Linked DNA regions of Sus scrofa: region 2 is linked to region 1. The links are chromatin contacts, called in public Hi-C maps. All regions are on one chromosome and are shown on one strand. Each heading gives the region's core, a stretch centred on a gene start, on an enhancer-like site or on the middle of the called end of the contact. The rest is flanking DNA. Distances are from core to core; before and after follow the strand shown.

Region 1 (3,815 bases), core at 122-2,621:
TAAAGGGTACAATTCAGTGGTTTTTAGTATACCCACTGAGTTGTGCAACTACTTTTGCTATCTGATTTCAAAACATTTTCACCACCCCAAAGAGAAAGCCCATGTCCATTAGCAGTCACTCCTCAGTCTCCCAACCCCATTCCCTGGCAGCCACTAATTTACTTTCTGTCTCTGTGGGTTGGCCAATTCTGGATATTTCATATAACCAGAATCACAATAATTTGCAAGAAGTTTTCAAGGTTCATCCATGCTGCAGCGTGTGTCCGTTCTCTCTCATTCCTCTCTACGGATGAAAAATACTCCATCAGATCCACACACCACATTTTATTTACCCCTTCATCAGCGGATGGACATTTCAGTTGCTTCCACTTTTTGCCTCTTACGAATAAAGTGGCTGTGAACATTCGGGTACAAGTTTTTGTGTGAATTTGTGTTTTCATACTCTTGGATGTGGACCTAGAAGGTGAATGAATGGCTGGATCCCACTATGACTCTGTGTTTAACTTTTTACAGAACTGTTTTAACTGTTTCCTACAGTGGCTACACAACCACCAGCAAAGTATGAGGATTCTGATCCACATCTCCAATACCTCCTGTTGCTTTCCACTTTAATTATAATTTAACTTTAATGTTATTTTTTAGCAACCAGTTTGTAAAACTTTCCGCAACTTTAAAACCATTCTCATGGGCTGGTGGGAACCAGGCCAGGGCAAAGCAGGGCATACAGCCCTCCACAGAAAATCCCACTGCCCCACTGTCAGTTCCACTTCTTTTTGCTGACAAGAGCAATACTCAACAGATTTGGATGTCTTTCTCACATCCTTCCTCCAGAAAACCGAAACAGAATGTCTCAGGTTTTTTCTCTTGTGGAATTAAGAAAAGTCTTGGTTCTGGAGAATCACGAGGTTTTCGGCTGCCGTTCAGGGCAGAACAGAATGTCTCTCTCCTCCGTTTGTGTTGAGAAACAAAAATGAAACCCCAAATGGATCTTCCTGACACCCAGATGTATCTTCTGGATGAGCTTTCAAGCAGTTGCTTCAACAGGGCAAACAGCTGTGGTCTGTTTCAACATAATTTGATGTAATCAGGGTTAATTTCGATGATGCAGTAACTCTGAAGACTGTTTTTTAACTGGATTACTGTTGGGTCAACAATCATGTGGCATTACATTTAGAGGCTGAAACAAAAGCCAGAATTAAAACAGCTTCCCCCCCCCAGCCCCTTCTAAATGACAGCCCCACCGGGAGGAGAAGTTATGAGGCACATTTAACACAATTAACTAAAAAAAGAAAGGAGCAGCCGTCCAACTGCGTGCAAACTTCTCCAAGGTCCAGAGTGTCCACTGAGAAAAGAGCTGGAAGCTTATTTGTTGCTGTTTTCTTTTGCTAGAGTGGTTTGAGACATGTTAGCAGTCATCAGTCTCACAGCTCTCAGGGCGGTTTCTGAAGAGCCAAGTCTTCCCCTGACTCTGAGACATCTGCCTGTCACAGCACACACTGGCCCAGCAGCGGGGACTGGGCTGCTCGGGGCACACCTGCTTTATTTAGTCTCTTCGATTTCAGTTTTGGCCAGTCTGAACGCAGCTAAGGCCCGCGACACAAGCCATCCTGACACAGTTCTGGAAAGCAGCATCTTCAAAAATAGATGTCTCGGGAAGCTGCCAAAGATGCTGGTTCTTCAAAACCCTCTTTAATCCGATTCTGTGGTTCAAAAAAGGTCTGGTATGTGTCCAAGCCCCTCAGTAAATAAGCCTCCATGCATTTGTTTACTGTTTTTGTGACTCAGTGTATCGAGAAACTTGAAAAGCAAACATGTTGACACTCAACCCTCCTACTGCATCTTATTTAGCAGGGATTTCTCATGTACATATTTTTTTGAGCAACAATTCCTCTGGAATAATACATAGGTGTGACAAAAGTCATGAGACTTAAAAAGTCATGAGGATTTTTTCCACAAGTCTGTGTACTCATGGCTTCTTTTAGTCGCAGAAGCAGACACTCACTAAGCAGATGCTTAAGTCCCAATAGGGAATTTACTGGGGAAAAAATGAGGTATATCCCAGGGAACACACACAAAACGTTGAATATGTGGCCTCAGGAAGCGTTGCACCCGAGGACTAAATATAGCAAGAACCCGGCAGCCGGTTCGTGCGTGTGTCTGTCTCTCCCACAGGCCATATGGCTTTTCATCGCGGAGCATGTGGCCTTCGTTTCTCTCTCCCTGCAGACTGCGTTCTCTGTCTCTTACAGTACACGTCTGTCTCACAGCTCCTGAGTTTGCGTGTTCCTCGTTCAAGCAGCCAGTCCAGACTCTCTGGTGTTCTCAACTCTGACTGCCTAAGGGAGGAATGAGACCGGCCCATTTGGGATCAGGCATCCAGCCCCAGTCCTACCAGCAAGGGACGCTCACGTCCCCAGTATGTCTGCTGAGGATGCACTGGCTAGGACAGGGGGACAGGGGTGGGGATTCTCAGAGGGAAGATGGGTTCCGTAGCTAACTAGGTACCTTGAAAGGTGTTTTTTTTGTTTGTTTTTTTGTCTTTTTGCTATTTCTTGGGCTGCTCCCGTGGCATATGGAGGTTCCCAGGCTAGGGGTCTAATCGGAGCTGTAGCCACTGGCCTACGCCAGAGCCACAGCAACGCGGGATCCGAGCCGCGTCTGTGACCTACACCACAGCTCACGGCAACGCCGGATCGTTAACCCACTGAGCAAGGGCAGGGACCGAACCCGCAACCTCATGGTTCCTAGTCGGATTCGTTAACCACTGCGCCACGATGGGAACTCCCTGGTTTGTTTGTTTGTTTTGGGCTGCACCCATGCCATACAGAAATTCCTGGGCCAGGGATTGAATTTGAGCCACAGCAGTGACAAGGCCAAGTCCTTAACCACTAGGCCACCAGGGGAACTCTGAAAGGTATTTAATAGAGAAATGAACAGCAATCTTATTTCTTTCAGGACACAGCCAGCATCATTTGAAACTCAGAAAACACTTAAGAAGGCATATATTTCAAGTACAAAACGCGTTCATATTCAAATGCATGTTACTTACAGATGGTTATTTATGTACTTGTTATTCAATTCTCAACAAAGATTTTCTGAGACCCTGCTACCACAGGTTCAGCAATAGGACTACCAAGGTGAATAGCACCAGGGTCTTCTGAAATTCGAGGTCTTTCTAGGGAGAGAAATAGATAAGCAGACGTCTACAGTAGTTTGTGGGCAGTGTTATAATAGAAGCATGTTCAAAGGATTGTAGGAGCACAGAGAGGGGAATCAAAGGTATGGGGACAAACAGTAAGGGCTTAGGTCTTACTAGTCTTTTTCTTTTTTGTTTCTTTGAGGGCCACACTCTCAGCAAATGAAAGTTCCCAGGCCAGAGGTCAAAACAGAGCAGCAGCTGCTGGCCTGTGCCACAGCCACAGTCATGCAGGATCCGAGCTGCACCTGCAGCCTACACCACAGCTCGTGGCAATCCTTAACCCACTCAGTGAGGCCAGGAATCGAAACTGCCTCCTTATGGATACTGGTTGGGGTGGTCGGAGTTTGTGACCACTAAGCCAGGCAGGGAACTCCAGGTTTTATTGTCTTTGAGTGCTTCACAGAGGTAGGGGAGGCATCATTTAACCTTTGTTGAATCAGATGTTGTAAGCAGTGGCTCCTTCAATTCAGAGGCAAGAAACTTATGTACAGATTGAGAGCAGGTTGGAGAAAACCACTAACTGTGAAAATCTGACTCCAAGTTCATCTTGGGACTTGCTTCTGAATTTCTTCCATCAAATACATTCATTCTACAAATATTAACTGAGCACCTACTA
Region 2 (3,930 bases), core at 1,426-3,925, 130 kb after region 1:
TCGTTTGAACTTAAAAAGCAACTTTTAATGCAAAATTCTCAATATAAATCCCAATACAAATCTGTGCACACAAGTGTATGCCAAGAAAAAAAATGTGTTTGAGCTAGCTCGTGAATTCTGCTCATCAGTAAAGTAGCATGAGTCTGCGGAGATCATGCTCATCCGGCCTTTTTAGCCTCTGTCTACATTTGATGTTACATGTAAGAGTTTCTCCAGGGGCGCTAGCTTTCAGTTTTGACTGTCTATTAGAGTCACCTGGTAAGCTTTAAAAATTCCCACACCAGACTGCATTCCCAAGCAATTTTCGGAATTTCTGGGAGCAGAACCCAGGTATTCACACTTTTAAATGTTCCTACGTGAATTCAACATGCAGTAGAGACTGAGAAGCACTGCCTTAGAGTCTATGTTCTCCTTTACTCCTATCAGTCTCTTCTAACCTAACAGTGGGAGAAAAAGGAGAACAAAATTTTTAATTTTTAAGGCAAGAAAAGGGGATTTTTTTAAAAAAGAAAAACATGGAGTTCCTGTCGTGGCACAGTGGTTAACAAATCCGACCTGGAACCATGAGGTTGCGGGTTCAATCCCTGCCCTTCCTCAGTGGATTGAGGATCCGGCGTTGCCGTGAGCTGTGGTGTAGGTTGCAGACGCGGCTTGGATCCCGTGTTGCTGTGGCTCTGGCGTAGGCCGGTGGCTCCAGCTCTGATTTGACCCCTAGCCTGGGAACCTCCATATGCCGCGGGAACAGCCCAAGAAATGGCAAAAAGACAAAAAAAAAAAAAAAAAAAAAAGAAAAAGAAAAACATAAAATGCACAAGATACCTTTAAAAAAAACAAATGCATAAGCAATCACAATAAACATCAGTGGACTAAATTAAACAGTAAAAAGGGAAAGATTAACTGATTCGTTTTAAAAAAAAATCTGAGCTGTGTGCTATTTCTCAGAATCACATAAGACAAAGAAAGGCTGATAATAAAAGAATGGATAATAGTTACAAAAAAAAAAAGAGCACCAGACAAATACTGATCAAAACCAAGAAAATAGACAAGAGGCAAAAAGCAGTACTAGAAAGAAAGAGGACCACTGTATAAATAAAGATTGATTTCACTAAGAAGTGATTCTGAATGTGTGTATATCCAATAACAGACTAAAAAATACATAAAACAAAAACAATGAGAAAAAAATGAAAAAACATACCAGAGGATCCTAACATACCAGGAAATGGCAAATAAAGAATAAATATTAGTAGGCATACTGCAGATATGTACATGTAATTAATAATCTTGTTATAATACACAGATGTTGAACACTGCACCCAATAACTGAAAAATACACTCTTTCCAACAATACACAGAACACTTCTAATACCACAAAAAAATATAAAGTGTCTAGGAATAAATCTAAGAAAGGTATGTGCAATCTTTAGAAAATTAACTTGTATTGAAAAATATTAAGGAACTCCTAAACATATGAATAGACCACGTCCAGTGATAGTAACACTTAATACCACAAAGATATCAGTTTTTCCAAACCGATCTACTGAATCAATGCTATTCCAATTAAAGAGCAAACAGAGGTTTTTGGAGCTTGTCAAAATGATCTGTAAGTTTGTATGAAGAGAAAAGGATCAGGAAATTCTTTAAATCAGGTGGCAGGATTTGCTTTACTGCCTATGAAGACTTAGCAAAGAGCTATAGCAATTGAGTGAGGCACTGGCACAGGGATATTCTGAAAAACTAATGGAAGATAATAGAGCACACAGAAATAAGATACACACATATATGGAAACTTGATTTATGACAGAGCTGGCAACTGCAATCACAGGAAGAAAAATGAACTATTCAATAAATAGTACTTAAATAATTAGGTATCCATTTTGGAAAAAAATTGGACTTTTGCATCATATCCAAAATTAAATTCCAGAAATTAAAGACATGTGTAAAGTATAAACTATAAAACTTTTAGTACATAATACAGAAGGGATTTCTTAAACAAGATACAAAAGCACAAAACATCAAAAAAAGACTGAAATTTGACTAAATTAAGAATTCTAATTTAAAATTTAAATTAATCTCTGTATTATAAAAGAGAAAAGGCAAGCCACAAGCTGAGAGAAAACATCTGCAACATACACTCAACAAAAGATTGATAGCCAAGGATGCAAAAACACCGATATGAAAAGACAACACAACAGAAAATATAGAAGAGGAAATGAGTGGCCAATAACTGTAAGAAAAAATGATCAATCACAGCTTACCAGGGAAAAGCAAATTAAAATCACTTCAAAAAAAATTAAATAAATAAAATCACATCAAAAACCCATTTTAGGATCCCTGGCCTCGCTCAGTGGGTTAAGGATCTGGCATTGCCACTGAGTTATGGTGCAGGTTACAGACGTGGCTTGGATCTGGTGTTGCTGTGGCTGTGGCACAGGCCAGGAGTTACGCCTCTGATTCGACTGCTGGCTGGGAACCTCCATATGCTGCACGTGCAGCCCTAATAAGCAAAAAAAAAAAAAAAAAACAAAAACAAAAAAAACAAACAAAAAAAACCCCAAAACCAAAACCAACAAAAACCCTTTTACATCCATGAGGTTGGCAAAATTTTAAGACTGGAAATATTGGGTACTGGTAAGGCGTGGAACAGCACACCCTGCTGGTGGGAGTTTAAAATTCAGTATTCCTTTTTAAAAATCAGGATCTTCTAACAAAGTGGAAGCTATGAACATGCACTTCCACTGTTCTGTATGACCCTTGAAGGCATACTGAAACCACTGAGAGAGCCTTAAAAAATACGAATTCTTGAGTCCTACATCCCAGAGATTCTGATTTAATTGAAATCATGGCGGGGGGGGGGGAGCTCATTACAGAAAAAGATGATGATTCCATTGGTGTAAGTTGAGACCCATGTAAACCAAAACAGTATTTCGCCTAGGGCGACATCCATGTGGTGAAACTATTTTTTTTAAAGTATGGATATAACAAAACACAAAATCAGCATAGTGGAAAGAGGGTGGGAAGATGGAATGCAGGGGGCACAAAGTGGGGGATAAAAAGTACTAATAATTGCATATTTCTTAAGTTTATTCTTAAGTTTAGTGGGACCATGTGTATGCTTTACACTACCTACATAGCTTATTTTACATCTGTACAATATTTACATCTGTACAATATTTAATAAAAATAAGCTAAGTATTATTAACAGGTTATTTACACAAAAAAGAGCAGTACTCAACCCGTAGTTCTTGCCAACAGTAAGTCATCAGTAAATGTTGTTATTCTCTTCCCGCAGGAAAATAAAAGGTTGTCTTGGAAGAATGGTCAAAGAGAAACGGTAAGGACACTTTAGTGTTCTCAACAGTTGTCTGTACCTAATAAAAAGTCTTCTTTAATCTCAGAACTTTACTCAAGGTTCTGCTATCTTTTCTCAAAAGCCCAACTTCAGGAGTCATTAGAGTGTGACAAATGGCATTTACTTTACAGCCTAATAGATCTTGTTTAAACTGCAACTCCGTATTTTACTGTGTGGCTTTTGATAAATTCTACCTGGGCCTAGTTTCCTAACATTAAAAAAAAAAAAAAAAAAAAAAGAGGCGTTCCTGCTGTGGTGCAATGGGATTGGTGGCATCCTGGGAGCTCTGGAGCACAGGTTCAATTCCTGGCCCAGCACAGTGGGTTAAGGATCTGGAGTCTTGGATCTGATCCCTGGCCAGGGAATGCCATAAGCCATAAGCCACGGGAGGCCAAAAGAAAAAAAAAAAAGAAAGAAAAAAACACAGATAATTCATTCAACAAATATTTATAAAGCAACTATCACATGCCAGATATTATATAATAATGTACAAGAGACACATAGTTTCTGCCCTTGTAAAGGCAAACTAATTCCTATTGCAAAGGGTTGCTGAAAAGATTATATAATATAAACAAAGGAAT

Evidence for each region. Hi-C and Micro-C count contacts between places; a contact is called where the count stands out from the background.
Region 2: a Hi-C map of alveolar macrophages shows a contact between it and region 1, with 4 times the contacts expected there. The contact joins two enhancer-like sites. A contact is called at or near these places in 1 of 5 promoter capture datasets (liver), 25 of 47 Hi-C or Micro-C datasets (alveolar macrophages, blood, brain and 14 more) and 2 of 2 datasets of contacts at active chromatin or transcription factors (alveolar macrophages and skeletal muscle).

Annotation. Positions count from the first base shown.
Region 1 is chr9:12,856,485-12,860,299 of Sscrofa11.1, forward strand. No RefSeq gene overlaps it. Among named protein-coding and RNA genes, the nearest start is that of GAB2, 7.0 kb to the left of the region's middle. Within about 2 kb of position 1,372, at least 24 of the 83 cell types and tissues checked have an H3K27ac peak or open chromatin away from gene starts, as enhancers often do. A contact at or near this core is called in alveolar macrophages, where this site is marked.
Region 2 is chr9:12,984,651-12,988,580 of Sscrofa11.1, forward strand. The region is part of intron 5 of NARS2 (probable asparagine--tRNA ligase, mitochondrial); the gene reads right to left. Among named protein-coding and RNA genes, the nearest start is that of NARS2, 24 kb to the right of the region's middle. Within about 2 kb of position 2,676, at least 5 of the 83 cell types and tissues checked have an H3K27ac peak or open chromatin away from gene starts, as enhancers often do. A contact at or near this core is called in alveolar macrophages, where this site is marked.